Linked DNA regions of Pan troglodytes: region 2 is linked to region 1. The links are chromatin contacts, called in public HiChIP or PLAC-seq maps. All regions are on one chromosome and are shown on one strand. The core of a region is the stretch at or near the end of the contact, and the rest is flanking DNA. Distances in the headings are between cores, read along the strand shown.

The links. HiChIP or PLAC-seq counts read pairs in DNA pulled down with a chosen protein or histone mark.
Region 2: an H3K4me3 HiChIP or PLAC-seq map of stem cell-derived excitatory neurons shows a contact between it and region 1, with 2.2 times the contacts expected there. The contact joins the promoter of RPL13A here to the promoter of PRMT1 in region 1.

What each region holds. Positions count from the first base shown.
Region 1 is chr20:52,626,463-52,629,305 of NHGRI_mPanTro3-v2.0_pri, reverse strand. PRMT1 (protein arginine methyltransferase 1) reads right to left here and starts at 1,445. Exons shown (of 12, transcript XM_063802089.1): 1 at 1,065-1,445; 2 at 892-964.
Region 2 is chr20:52,439,031-52,441,873 of NHGRI_mPanTro3-v2.0_pri, reverse strand. RPL13A (ribosomal protein L13a) reads right to left here and starts at 1,420. Exons shown (of 8, transcript XM_512821.9): 1 at 1,272-1,420. The coding sequence starts at 1,286. FLT3LG (fms related receptor tyrosine kinase 3 ligand) reads right to left here. Exons shown (of 8, transcript XM_016936544.4): 8 at 2,684-2,843. The coding sequence ends at 2,713.

The sequences.
Region 1 (2,843 bases), core at 196-2,695:
CTCCAAGCGCTCACCTCCATGATGCAGTTCGCGGCCTCGGCTGCCGCCATCTTCACCCGCACCTACTCCTCCTCCGGCCGCCAAGACCCCCCCTTTCTCCTCACTCCCCCGGGACCGCCTTATACCAGAGGGTCCGCGGCCCGCCTACCGCGACCCCGCTGGAAGATTTCATTGGCAATGGAGGCGGCCCGTCTGAGAATACCGTCTAGTAATTGGCTAGAGAATACGTCCATCATAGGTCAGGGGTTTGCCAACTCCGGCGTCCAGAATCCCGCCCCCTCAAGTCGACCCGGGATGGGGAAAACTGCCCGTCTATTGCAAGAAGCGCGACTGGTGATTGGGCAAAATCCACCAGGAATGCCCTCCCCTTTACACCCAGCACCGCCTCAAAGCTTCCCGGGGAGCCCCGCGCTAAAGGGGCGTCTTGAAACACCTGTCCATCACCAAAACGACCCGCCTCCTAATCGCTGCCATTGGTTTATCCGGAAGCGACGTCACGCAGCCTTTGGCCCACCCTCGCCAAGCGGCCGGCCTCAAGGAGAACACGGCAAATGGCCCACGGGTGGGGAAGAAGGCGGGGCTTCAGGCACCAACGATTGGCTCAAAGGAATTATCACTCCTCGTCCACTCGGTGGATCCTCCCAACCCGGGGGGAGTCTGGAGGAAAAAGGGAGCTTGTTCTCATTACCTGGGGGAAAAACGGAATCGGTGAGAGGCCCAGAGAGACGAAGGGCATAGCTGGGGTCCCGAAGCAAGTGAGGAATAGGAGTCCGTCGTCAACACATTAAATCCCTAGCCCTTGACATAATCATTCCAAGTTTTTTAAAACCATCAACCCCTCTCAAGCCACTTGGTTTTTGCCAAGTCCCTCCCCCTGCCAGGAACGCCCACCTCTCTTTGTCTGGTCAGCTTCTAAACGTGAATCAGAGCACAGCTTAGGCACCACTTCCTCCGGGAAGCTTTCCTTGATTTGCAGAAAAAGTTCCTAGTTGAATGAAGCTGAATGCAAAGGGCCGAATGCGTGGGTCCTGCCCCTCCTCTCCCCGATCCCTCCCTCTGCTCACACTTCTCTCCAATCCCGGAATGAGCTCGCTCTTTGGTTTCTGGGCCTCCGCGCAGGCTATACTCTGGCGTGCCGCTGGCAAACGCCTGAGACTTAAAATTTACAATAGGGTTCGGGCGCGATGGCTCACGGGTGTAATTCCAGCACTTTAGGAGGCGGAGACAGGCGGATCACTTGACATCAGGAGTTCGAGACCAGTCTGGGCAACATTGTGAAACCCCCATTTCTATTAAAAATACAAAAATTACGCCGGGCGGCCGGGCGCGGTGGCTCACGCCTGTAAGCCCAGCATTTTGGGAGACCGAGGCGGGTGGATCACAAGGTCAGGAGGTCGAGACCATCCTGGCTAACATGGTGAAACCCCCGTCTCTACTAAAAATACAAAAAATTAGCCGGGCGTGGAGGCTTAGGCAGGAGGATGGCGTGAACCCGGGAGGCGGAGCTTGCAGTGAGCTGAGATCGCGCCACTGCACTCCAGCCTGGGTGACACAGCGAGACTCTTGTCTCAAAAAAAAAAAAAAAAAAAAAAAAATTTGGCCGGGCGCGGTGACTCACGCCTGTAATCCCAGCATTTTGGAAGGCTGAGGTGGGCGGATCACAAGCTCAGGAGTTCGAGACCAGCCTAGCCAATATGGTGAAACCCCCGTCTCTACTAAAAAAACAAAAATTAGCCGGGTGTGGTGGTGGGCGCCTGTAGTCCCAGCTGCTCCAGAGGCTGAGGCAGGAGAATCAGGTGAACCCGGGAGGCAGAGGTTGCAGTGAGCTGAGATGGTGCCACTGCACTCCAGCCTAGGCGACACAGCGAGACTCCATCTCAAAAAATAATAAAATAAAATAAATAAAAATAAAAATAAAAAAATTAGCCAGGACTGGTGGCACACGCCTGTAATCCCAGCTACTTGGGAGGCTGAGGCAGGAGAATCGCTTGAGCTCAGGAGGTGGAGGTTGCAGTGAGCCAGGATGAAGCCATTGCACTCCAGCTCGAGCGACAGACCGAGACTCTAACTTAAAAAAAAAAAAAAAAAAAAAAAATTGAAAAGCATGGCACTAAACAAACCAAGAAAAGGACATTTGTTTCCAGTGTTTGAGCTGAAGCAAGAGGAGCCCAGCTGCAAATATGCACATCAGGTCTTTAGCTTGTTGCAGCTCTGTGCATAAGCATTGCCCTCCAAAACACCACAAAAGCACTGCCTTAATTTTTGGGGTATGAATACATTGTAGCAAGGATGCAAATATGCACATCAGGTCTTTAGCTTGTTGCAGCTCTGTGCATAAGCATTGCCCTCCAAAACACCACAAAAGCACTGCCTTAATTTTTGGGGTATGAATACATTGTAGCAAGGATGCAAATTTGCAAATAATCTACAAATACTGAGGATCAACTGTAATTGGTTCGGTTTGTAATCCTGTACATTTCACTTTATTAATTTACAAACATTACTCTGTGAAGGGGGATATGGCCCTATAAAGGAGACAAACCACCCAGGCACAGTGACTCATGCCTGTGATCCCAGGACTTTGGGATGCCAAGGTAGGAGGATCGCTTGAGCCCAGGAGGTGGAGACCAGCCTGGGCAACATAAGGGAGACCCCATTTCTACAATTTTTTTTTTTTTGAGACGGAGTCTCGCTCTGTTGCCCAGGCTGGAGTGCAGTGGCGTGATCTCAACTCACTGCAACCTCTTGCCTCCCGGGTTCAAGCGAGTCTCGTGCCTCAGTCACCCAAGTAGCTGGGATTACAGGCACCCACCACCATGCCCGGCTAATTTTTGTATTTTTAG
Region 2 (2,843 bases), core at 171-2,670, 190 kb after region 1:
TGGCCAATATGGTGAAACCCTGTCTCTACTAAAAACACAAAAATTAGCCAAGCGTCGTGGCAGGCACCTGCAGTCCCAGCTACTCGGGAAGCTGAGGCAGGAGAATCACTTGAACCTGGGAAGCAGAGGTTGCAATGAGCCAAGATCGCACCATTGCACTCCAGCCTGGGTGTCACAGCGAGACTCTGTCTCAGAAAAAACACTAAAAGTAGAAATCCTCATTGTTTTAATGCAAAAGCATGAAGCACACACTGGTTGTTACACATGCTTTGTAAGCGTTGGTACAAAGACTCTAAAATCCAGACAGACTTCCTGAAGTCGTGACCTTGGCCCAAAATCACCAATTCCAATTTAATTTCCTCCTCTGTAAAATAAGGATACCAATATCTGCCTCAGGAATATGGTTAACTGAACTACGCAAAACATTGCAAACTGTGCTAGGCACAAAGACACATGCTTGGTGAACACAACTTGCCTAGATCGGCCTGGCTCTGAAATGTCACCCGCCCCAACAGACTACTCACAAAGAAACCTTTCCAGGGCCAACCCCTCCTTTATACTTAAGTAGCTACACCAGGAGCCAGGGAAAGGGCCCCCAGGTGTCAGGCCCAAAAGATGTCCCATCCTTGTGGAACCATTCATCACACCTCTCGACTTCCAGTAACAAGCCTCAGGACAATCGCCAATCCCCAAAACGACGGAAAACGAGTTCATTCCCGAGTGCCCCGCAGCCAACAGCTCTCGACCCCCCGCAGAAAGGCATTGAGAATTAAAAGAACCGGAGCTGCAAGGGACCCCGATTAACACCTCCACGTGAAATCAAAGTAGCCCGCGCACTGAGCGGGATAAAAATACCTTCCATTTTGGCCAAAACTCAGTTTCTCATTGCCCCGAGACCGCCCAGCCACACTTCCGCGTGTTCCTCATCGCTGAGGACACACAACGGTCCAATTCGGCCAAGACTCTACCCCAGGGCCCCCACCCACTACCCGAGTTCCAGGTAAGCAAAATCTAGTTGTAAAATACCTGTCCTGTGCTGGAAGCTCTATCACCCTCGCCTCGAGAAGGAAATGCCACATTGTAGCCAACCCTAGGCCTAAAGAGAGCCGCGGCATTTCCTACAGATTCCCCTTATCCCAAAAGACTTCCATTTTGCTTCATTATGGATGTTAAGCTCCGCAAAACATGCAGGAGGACAGAGAGGATGCGACCCCATTCCGGCCTGGATCCCACCCGGCCCCTTGCCGCCCCGGCCCGCGCGGAGCACATACCTGCACCTCCGCCATCTTCGGCAGCCTCTTGGAAAAGGAGGAGGTATTGTCGCAGGGTTTCTTATCCCTTGAAACAGGGGCGGCAGAAGTGACGCAACGCGGTTGCGCAGCCCGCTTCCTGTGTTTTCATTGGTCGAAGCGTTCTGAGCGTGCGCAGAGATTCCCCAGGGAAGGCGGGCCCTCTTCCGAATGTCCAATCCGGACATTCTTCCGGTTGGACCTCCGCGGTCAGCGCTGTGCCCGGCGAGAGATCACGTGGGGCGCGGAGGCGGTGCTGCTGGGGCACGGCCGTCCAGCCTAGGCGGCCATATTTTTGAGGGGCTGTTCATCTCGTTCACACGCTCTGTCCGCCATGTTTGTGAGTGGAAGCGCCATTACCCCTTCAAGCGACTGAAGGCTGCAGGGCCTCTGGTGGCCCGCATGGGGAGACCAGACCCGCCAGGCCCGCCTTTCCGCACTCAGTCCGGGCTTACTTTATTTTGTGAGACAGGGTCTCGCTGTGTTGTCCACACCAGAGTGCTGTGGGGCGATCGTGGCTCACCGCAGCCTCCACTTCCCGGGCTCAAGGGATCCTCCTGCCTCAGCCTCTCGAGTAACTTGGACTACAGGGGCGCGCCACCATGCCTGGCATATATATATTTTGTTGTGGCCCGGGAACGGGGGGAGTCTTGACATGTTGGCCAGGCTGATCTCAAACTCCTGGGCTCAAGCGATCCTCCCGTTTCGGCCTCCCAAAGTGCTGGGATTACCGGCGTGAGCCCCGGCGCCTTGCCCATTCTAGGCTTAGAGATTTGGATTCCTGTGTCTGGTCGACTTCACTGTGACCTGGACAAACCCTTGGCCTTATCTGGGCCTCAGTTTATCCATCTGTAAAACAGATGGAGGTGGTCTTCCCCAGGGGCTCTAAGAGTGGATCAAGGAATGGCTTCTAGTTGCTTGGCTGCACCAATCCACTGAGCGTTCCTCAGAGGAACTTCTCACTTTCTGGACTGTCGGCCTTTGCTTCAGCTGGGTCCCTTGCCCAGGATGCCCTCCCCACCCCCTCCAAATCTGGCTTGTCACCATCGCAATGCCATTTGGCTCTGGAAAGCCTCTCTGCTCTCCCTGCCTGGGTGAGTTGCCCCCCGCGGGCTCTCACACTGCCTCTGTGCTATCTCCATAGGAGCCTATGGCATCCTGCACCCAGGCTCGCTGAGTCCCTTGTCTTCTCGTCCATAGCCAAGGAGACCTGGGGCGACTGGGCTGGTTCTGACTCAAATCCAGGCTCTGACATTGCCCAGTGCCGGCCCGGGGCTCCAGGGGACCTCAGAAAACAAGTATTGAATGAAACATTGCATTGCAATTCAAAAACCAAGATTCTGAAATCAAAACTACCCCATTCACACCCATCCATAGACAGACCTGGCCAGAGCTGGTAGAAAAGGATGATTTATATACAATTTCATGGGGACAAGGGCTTTGTACAGAGTTGGGTAAGTGGGGCCGGTGCTGGATTCTGGCGTTGCCTCCATCCTGGGGAGGGAATGAGAGGGGCCCAAGGAAGGGACCGGCCTCTAGCCAACTTCCTCTGTG